Linked DNA regions of Mus musculus: all the other regions are linked to region 1. Evidence: chromatin contacts called from public Hi-C and HiChIP or PLAC-seq data. All regions are on one chromosome and are shown on one strand. Each heading gives the region's core, a stretch centred on a gene start, on an enhancer-like site or on the middle of the called end of the contact. The rest is flanking DNA. Distances are from core to core; before and after follow the strand shown.

The links. HiChIP or PLAC-seq counts read pairs in DNA pulled down with a chosen protein or histone mark. A called contact is a pair of places that touch in the nucleus more often than the background predicts.
Region 2: a Hi-C map of liver shows a contact between it and region 1, with 1.8 times the contacts expected there. The contact joins the enhancer-like site here to the promoter of Atxn10 in region 1. A contact is called at or near these places in 2 of 39 promoter capture datasets (both in liver), 6 of 484 Hi-C or Micro-C datasets (the G1E-ER4 cell line, the P5424 cell line, induced pluripotent stem cells and 3 more), 10 of 115 datasets of contacts at active chromatin or transcription factors (PVALB interneurons, a colorectal cancer cell line, embryonic hindbrain and 5 more) and 2 of 9 other capture datasets (adipose tissue and pancreatic islet).
Region 3: a CTCF HiChIP or PLAC-seq map of the NIH/3T3 cell line shows a contact between it and region 1, with 19 read pairs. The contact joins the enhancer-like site here to the promoter of Atxn10 in region 1. A contact is called at or near these places in 3 of 15 datasets of contacts at CTCF or cohesin (the NIH/3T3 cell line, large pre-B cells and pro-B cells), 5 of 484 Hi-C or Micro-C datasets (the C2C12 cell line, bone marrow-derived DN2 thymocytes, double positive thymocytes and 2 more), 8 of 115 datasets of contacts at active chromatin or transcription factors (bone marrow-derived macrophages, double positive thymocytes, embryonic stem cells and 4 more) and 2 of 9 other capture datasets (adipose tissue and pancreatic islet).

What each region holds. Positions count from the first base shown.
Region 1 is chr15:85,334,881-85,337,569 of GRCm38.p6, forward strand. Atxn10 (ataxin 10) reads left to right here and starts at 1,375. Exons shown (of 12, transcript NM_016843.4): 1 at 1,375-1,700. The coding sequence starts at 1,585.
Region 2 is chr15:85,444,482-85,447,170 of GRCm38.p6, forward strand. The region is part of intron 10 of Atxn10 (ataxin 10); the gene reads left to right. Among named protein-coding and RNA genes, the nearest start is that of 7530416G11Rik, 57 kb to the right of the region's middle. Within about 2 kb of position 1,345, at least 3 of the 459 cell types and tissues checked have an H3K27ac peak or open chromatin away from gene starts, as enhancers often do. A contact at or near this core is called in liver, where this site is marked.
Region 3 is chr15:85,419,550-85,422,238 of GRCm38.p6, forward strand. All of the region lies in intron 9 of Atxn10 (ataxin 10), which reads left to right. Among named protein-coding and RNA genes, the nearest start is that of Gm23517, 70 kb to the left of the region's middle. Within about 2 kb of position 1,377, at least 26 of the 459 cell types and tissues checked have an H3K27ac peak or open chromatin away from gene starts, as enhancers often do. A contact at or near this core is called in the C2C12 cell line, the NIH/3T3 cell line, pancreatic cancer cells and 1 more, where this site is marked.

The DNA.
Region 1 (2,689 bases), core at 125-2,624:
CTGTGGATCAAGATGTAGAATTCTCAGCTCTTCCAGCGCCATGTCTGCCCGCAGGCTGCCATGCTTCCTGCCATGCTGATAATGGACTGAACCTCTGAAACTGTGTGAATTAATCCCAAATAAATAATTTCTTTGTAAGAGTTGCCTTGGTCATGGTGTCTCTTCACAGTAATAAAAATCTAGGATACCTACATACACATGTTGGGAAATAAACTCAGGTCTCCTGGAAGATAGAGTACTCTTAATGTCTGAGCAAGCTCTTCAGCCCCAATATGGGGATATTCCTGATAAGCACCCACTCTCTTCCCCGGGTCCCCTATAGTATTAATTGACAAGGTTCTAGAATCACCAGAGACAACCCTCTGGGCATGTTTGTGAAGAACTGTCTAGATGAGGTTAGTGTGTGGAAATCTGCCCCCAGTGTGGGTGATAGCATTCCATGGTCTAGATTAAAAAAAAAAAAAGTCAAAGCCAGCTGTCTGTTTTCTGGCTTAATAGATGCAATGTGACAAGCTGCCTAAAGCCCTGTGTCACAAGTCCCCACCACGTGGGCCTGTACTCTCAACCTGTGAGCCAAAAGAAACCTATCCTTTGTAAAATTGCTTCTATCACATATTTTGATATTGCAACAAGAAAGGAATACACCTCTTAGGGAGGTACTTCTTCTCAGCCTTCTCTCTGTGGGAAGCCTCCTTCCTGGAGTCTTGGGAAAGACTTCTTTCCCAAGGGGGCATTTTTGATCAGCGTCCCCTTCCCATGAGGAGCCTCTATCCAAGGTCTTCCTCCATGGCTTGAGGTATCCAGCATCTTTTCCCTATGTGGGAATCTCCGATTCAGGTCTCCCTCAGTGGAACACCTCAACCTCGCATTCCCTCCCCTGGAGTCTCCATTTCAGGTTTTCCTGCAATAGAACTGGTTGGCCTAGCAACACATGCCCTGAGGGTAAGTCTCCTCTGCAGGTCCCCTCCCATGGTGACACCTCTGGCCTGTATCCCTGCTCTTCCTCTCAGGGGCCTCCTTTCCAGGTCTCCTTAGGGACAACATCCATTATTCTGGGGGCGCTGCTTCGGCCTGGTATCTCTTCCCCAGAGGGAAACCTCTGCATGAGTGGACCCCCACCAATGGTGGCCCTTGCTCATGGAAAGCATCTGTCCCTGATAAGACACTCATTCTCTAGGACACTCTACAGGCCACCCCCCCCCCCCCACCCCGACCCCTTCATCTCAGTATTCTGTCCTCTGACGGGGTCTTTACTCCACGTCTCCCCACCGTGGGGACCGAAGACCTCCCCCATCCCACCCTACGCAGGAGCAGGACTTCCGCTGCGCCCCCTCCCCTCAGGCGGGACTTCCGCCCCGCCCCCTCCCCCTCCCCCTGCCGCGTCGCCTTGTCCTCTTCGCCTGAGGCAAGCCAGCTAGTCTCGCGCTCTCTGCCTTGCAGCACCACGGGATCTGGGTGACGCGGGCTGCGGAAGCCAGAGCCGTGCAGACCGCGTCTCCATCTCCTCGCCTGTCGTCTGTCTCCCCCACTTCTCTTCGCTCTGCTCTCCGCCTGGTCAGGCTCGGCCCCAGAGCGAGTGGCAAGATGGCGGCGCCCAGGATGCCACCCTCCCGGCTGTCGGGCATCATGGTGCCCGCACCCATCCAGGACCTGGAGGCCTTGCGCGCGCTCACGGCGCTCTTCAAGGAGCAGCGTAACCGGTAACTGCGCGGGGGCTGCCACCTAGGAAGGAGGAAGAGGAACCATGGAGGGCTCTGGGCTGGGCTGGGCTTGACTGGGCTGGGCTGGGCAGCGGCGAGCGAGGCGGGGCGGCGGGCTCCATCAGCTCGGCCCACGCTCAGGTTGTGGCTCTGTGGCGCTCGCCTAGGCCTGCTCTGGGACGAGGGTTTGGCCAGGCTCTAAGAGGGGCAGACGATGGCGACACTGGTCCCCAAGCCGGCGGCGGGGAAGCTGTTGGTTCGGCTCCTCTGGCGGGGCCCTGAGGGCGGTGGCCAGGGAAGGGAGGCGTGTTCGGGCTCGCTTCTCCCTCTGGGTTAGAGGGCGTTCTGTCCAGGAGCCTGCAGAGCTGGCCTGGCTTCGTGACATCTGCTCAGCATCGCCTCTAACCCTTCTGTTTCTAGCCTTACAAAATGGGAGCTGTGGTGCGTTGTTTTCAGTGCTGAGATGAAATAAACGTGTTTAAACAGAAGTGTGCGAGGCTGTCAGTTCCTGATGGATTTTTGTGGTATGGTTTGCGCTGCAGTTTCCTTGTCTGTTTAATGGAAACAAGGTTCGCTGGGACCTCCTTGGTTGAGTTGACAGTGAGGGTTTAATGAGACGATGCGTGTTACATCCTTAGGCCATGCCTGACACTTAGTACTAAACACCATTGGTGTTTTCTCTTAACAGTAATGGTCTCCCCTGGACCAAGTCTTGGGAGAGGACCCGGAGCCCTTGGTCTCTCCTGTAGAGAGATAACAAGCAGGCCTAGAGTGTGGACAAAGGGCAGAGAACGCGGTGGGGGTGGGGGTGGGGGAAGCACGTAGGCTCAGTGGTCACAGGAACGTTTTCTAAAAATAGGTAGCCGCCAGACATGTCACGTGGCTCAGCCCTGCAGTTCCAGCATTCAGGAAGCAGAGGCAGGTGGATCTCTTGAGTTTGAGGCTGGACCAGTCAGCATTGTGACATCCTCTGTATCTCAAAAACAAAT
Region 2 (2,689 bases), core at 95-2,594, 110 kb after region 1:
GCACAGTGGCAGGTGTGTCTGCTCCAGGACCAAACAGACCTGGACTTGCTTTCTGTCACTTCTTCACACCCAGGACCCTCACTAGCTCTGTGAATCCCTACTGCTCCTTCCGGGTTGTAGAGACTGAAATACTTCCTTGTTTATGAAGCATCTGAACAACCCCACATGGCTCCTTAACAAGTGCGTGTTCTTGTGTACATATCTTATTGTGTCTCTTAGTCCATGTGCGAAAGGTGAACTTTCATCTGCAGTTGCTAGGATAGTGCTGACACTCCAGACTGACATCCAGAGCGAAATGGAGAGAGCAGAAATACTGCCAGGACCCTTCACTCAGAGAAGGGGCCCCTGCCAATGGGGAGGGAGGTCGGGCCTGTAGAGTGCCCTAGGCCTCTCCTGCACCATTCAGCAGTGTTAATTCAAGGGGTGTCATCACTGTGAACAGGACTGTAGAGCTCCTACAAGGAAGGAGTCATGGGAGATATGATTGCTATACCAAGGGCAGGAGGCAAGGTTCCCTAAACACGATCCCACACTCCTGGGTGGGAGCACTCACTATTGAAGAAAGCCTGAGACATTATTTGCCTTACTGACTTTGGACTGATATAAAATGGCATGTGTTTTATAAAACAGCTAACATTTAAAAAAATGTAATTCAGTTTTCAAAAACAGGCAAAAGACTTGGCATGCCACTTGAGAGAGAGAGGGAGCAGGGGTTGGGGGTGGGGAGATATCCAATGCCCATTATAGAGAGCTCTACAGTTAGAAGCCTCTATCCACTGCCCCATCCCAGTGTCTGGCAAAGTAGGTGATAGCAGGGTCATTCCTGCAGCAGCCTGAGTTTTACTGCATCTCTGGGGGGTTTAGTTTGTCAGTGTTGGCCAACACTGATGGACGTACACCTGCTCTGTGAGCCGGCAATGTGCATGTGCCTGTTAGCAGATATCTACTGGGATTGTCACAGCAGTATTCCTCCTATGTATTCTCAGGTTGCAGTAAACTAGGTGTTTATCAATAGTTAAATAAAAAACCACTGTGCTTGTGCCTGTGGCGGAACACAGTGAAGGAGAGTAGACTGCTGTGTGAAAGAGATTGATCATTTCATTGACATACTGCTAAGGTGCAGAGACTGGGTATAGAAAGCACTGTGCTCTATGATGCCTCTGTAGTAGGCACAAGAGTGGTTGTAGGAGCTGCGGACATGAATGTGGTAGAGGCCACATGGGACTTCCGAGGTACTGGCCATGTTCTAAGTTTTAATGAGGAGTATATCGCTGAGTACATATGAAAACAGTGATCTGTGTGCACCTTGCAGGCGTTAGAGTCTGTTGCACCTCATACTAAAACACTTTAATCATTTACTGAATGTTTTCCGTTCACCACAGCCTGCCTACCCATTGTCTTGCACAGTTTGCTTAAGAGCTGGGAATGATTGATTCAGTTTTATAGATCAGGAAACCGAAACTGGAAAGTTGGAATTGCGATCAGAACTTCCCACTTCATGTGTGTTGGGGCAGGACAAGCCCAGGACTGTCTGACTCTGTAGCTAAATCTTTCGTCGTAACTAAATGTCTAGATTCCCAGAGAGAGCCCCCTCTCTGCTTGGATGCTACACTTCTTCCAACGGTATTTTCTTGGGGAAGAGATGGGTGCAGCTGTGTTGTCTTAACCCTGGTGGCAAGCATGTAGTACATGGTAGTCACTTAACCCTGGTGACAAGCATGTAGTAGTACATGGTAGTCACTTGGTAAAACTTGCTGCCGTGCTGTCTGATCCAGGGTAATGTGGTCAGCACTGAGTGCTAGTTGGTAGCCATCTTAGGATGTACTTTCAGCCCTGTCACCCTTTAAGACCCGAGTTGTATAGGTCTTCTTTCTCCAGGAATGGCTCCATGACCCTCTGCCAGGTTGGGTGCCTCAGTTTACTGTCATGGTCTCTAAACAGCTCACATAAAAAACACCTTCATCAGTTGACCTTTTCTCCTAGAAAACCCATCCCAGGTGTCTTTGTGGTCCTGTATCCTGAAGTGTATCCCTTATCCTGAGGTCCACGGACCCTAGCGACTATGACCAAAATGTGTTTCCCAGCACCTTTCTGTGTGTAAATCTGAACTAATATGTGAGAGATGCCTTTTAAAAAGTAAGAAAACCTCTGTGCGCAGGGATGGTTTCTGCAGAACTTGACAGTGTTTAACTAGTGTTTTGTGCATTTTGGAACCCTGCTTTGGGAACCTGGAACCATAGCACCGTTTATTTAGTTTCTTCCCCTTGGCTGTGATGAAATGCCCTGACAAACGCAACTGAAGAAAGGTTTTATTTTAGCTCCCAGTTCAAAGAGCAGTCTGACACAGTGAGGAGGTCAAGGCAGTGGGAGCTTAAAACAGCTGTCACATTGCACCCAATCAGCAAGCAGAAAGCCATGTGTGCTCCTGCTCAGCTTCCTTTCTGAACTTAGTTTGCATTCTAGCCAGGGACTGAAGCCACCTACCCCAGTTAGCCTAATAATCAAGCCAACCCCTCCTGGCATGCATCGGGCCATTCTCCCAGGTGATTCTAGGTTTTGTCAAGATGACAGTTAGCCCTAACCACTGCAGCCCTGGCTTGGTAAATCTGAGAATTCAAATAATCAGTGGAATACTTTTTTCTGTTGTGAGTCTTTGTGAGGAACCCAGCTCCTAACAGTGACCAAACAG
Region 3 (2,689 bases), core at 127-2,626, 85 kb after region 1:
TTGGCTTAGCTGCTCAGAGAGGAAGGGTCAGTTTTCCATGAAAGTGTAGCCTCTGACAAGTCAACCACACTACACGGAAGGCCACACATCCCAGGATACTGGATAGCACAAATTGGCCTTGATGTGGGGGTAGAGTGGGTGCACAGAGTTGGGTGGGAAGGGAAGGAGATAAGCCTGGGCAGAGTTAGGGGAGGAAGAGTGAATATGATAAAGAGTTGTAGGATCTTCTCAACTTAAAAATGTAAAAATTAAAAAAAAATCCCAGGAATGTTTGTGCACTCTTGGCCATAAGAAGCTCTCCATGTAATTCAAATGTTCAGAAACTCTCTGGGACCTAGTTTTGAGTTAGAACTGAATCCTGCTTCAAGGGAACCATGATAATAAAAGTTATGGCCAGAAGGCTTGACAGACTTGCTTCTAAACTCTTTGTCCTCAGGTGCTTCTAAACTCTGTCCACCTTAGCCGAGGTGCAGAAAAAATAATTGAGTCACAGTCTTATCATCAGAGAAATGTTTCGTCTTGAAGGGTTGCTGTGAGCAAAGACTCACACACTGTGTATGTGTGTGTGTGTGTGTGTGTGTGTGTGTGTTCCATGTATGACCACTTCAAATACCAACTTCTGCTACCATGTATTCCCTTGTGGTGTTGGTGATGCAGCCCAGAGCATAGGATACACTAACTAAGCTGTCCTTACATTAGGCTTTTACTGGTAATTCTGACTGAGTCAGGTTTTAAAAACTTCTTTGATAAGAATTCTGTTTTGCTCAGCTTTTTATTTCCATGTATCACTTTGTACATAATTTTTCCATTAAGTATAGCAAGTAGAACTCTTAAATAATATGCATTTTATTTGAATGATGGACAACATTGAGTTTGGGTGATTTTGTATGTGTCTGTGCAATGTCATGAAAACCAGGAAGCTACTTTCAGATTTTGGAAAATGACGACTTGGGTTTTCCTGACTTCACTGTTACTCCTGAATGATGCTTGAGACTACTGAGATAGGCCAGCCTCCAGGACAAGTTTGTCAGGGTTCCTATGTTCCAGATACCCTATAATTACGGAGATTATCCGGCAGTGTAAAGTGCTGTTTGGTTTTTGTTATTCAGTTGTTACCATAGCTGGAGTCGGGTGGGTGTTTAAACCCTTTTGAACTCAAGATTCTTTTATGATGATGGAATATTTCATGTTTTAATACCCAGTATAGAATGCATGCTCAAGTATTTTACCAGGTATGTGTTTTTTTACAGGTTCATATAATATATAAAATGCATTTCTGTTCCAAGAAAAATATAACTGGTAAACAATTGGGAAAGGGCTTGCATATTTTCCTTTATTACCCTGTCTGATGAGTAATGCTTTCAGTTATGCTCACTTCACGTTTAACCAGGCTAGTGTTTAGTCTTGGTTAGGGCTGTTTTCCTTATGAGCACAGGAACGGCCAATCTTGTGCCCTGCCTGTCTTCCAGGTGGAGTCTTTGCATTGTTTCCAGATCATGGGGCTTAATGTAAGGTCAGAGTTTCTTGTGAAAACAGATTTTGGATTAGCTATGTCTGTGCACTTGCACACACCCCTGCACACCTGCCTGTGCACTTAAGCTGGAGTCACTTGCTAGAGTCATGCTTTGATTTCAAGATGCAACGAAGACTTGAGATTCTGCCTTAGAACCTAAAAGTGTGAGGTCAGACTGAGTGCACTGTCCCGGCAGCTATTGCTTTCTAGAGCATAAGGTCTGGGAAAGAGCTGGGTTATTATGAGTGTCTCATGCAGGGGCTGTCTTTGTAAATATAGATTTCTCTGTGTTAAGTGGTCCTGAAAAAGATTGTGTGGCTTTTAAAATACAAAGTATTTTCTAGCCCTTTCTAGAAAAACGTTGGCAACCCCTGACAATTTAATTTAAAAAAAAAAAAAAGTGTTCGAATCCAAGTTTGATCACACCTATAGAACTTGGCCATCTTCTGTAAGCTGTGTGTGTGGCTGTGTGTGAATATATGTTACCTGTTTATTGTGTGTGCCGTGCTGTTTCTCAGGTTCAGGAAGGACTCTAGGCACAATAGACATAATTCCTGTCCTTGTGAAACTTGAAGCCAGTAATACATTCTCTGATAATAGTCACCATAATGAAGAGCAGGGAAATTGATTACATATATATATATAGTGTTCTGCTTACACGTATGCCTACACACACCAGTGGAAGGCACCAGATCTCATTATAGGTGGTTGTGAGCTACCATATGATTGCTAGGAATTGAACTCAGGACCTCTGGGAGATTAGCCAATACTCTCAACCTCTGAGCCATCTCTCCAGCCCCCAGAAATTAACATTTACAAAAGTAATATTTAGTACATTCTTTGGCATAGGCAATGATCAGCAAATATATCCTGAATGATTGGTGTGAGTCCATGTTTGCTGTCCTCAGAAGTTCTCACTGGAGAGTGAGTGCCTAGAAATAACAGGGACTATCTCTGGTGCATTAGTCCTGCACAGCGAAGAGCTTGTATGAAATTCTGATTCACCTCTGAGTGCATGATCCATATGCCCTCAGTCTCTGGCCCAAGCAATGCAAGAGTTTCCGCCTGTTCCTGTAGAGATGGTTCCAGTGGAGGAAGTAGAAGCGAGAGCAGTCAGAAGCGCAGTGCTCGCTCTCACCACGGAAATACTCTGGTGAACCGGACTCCATTCCTTGC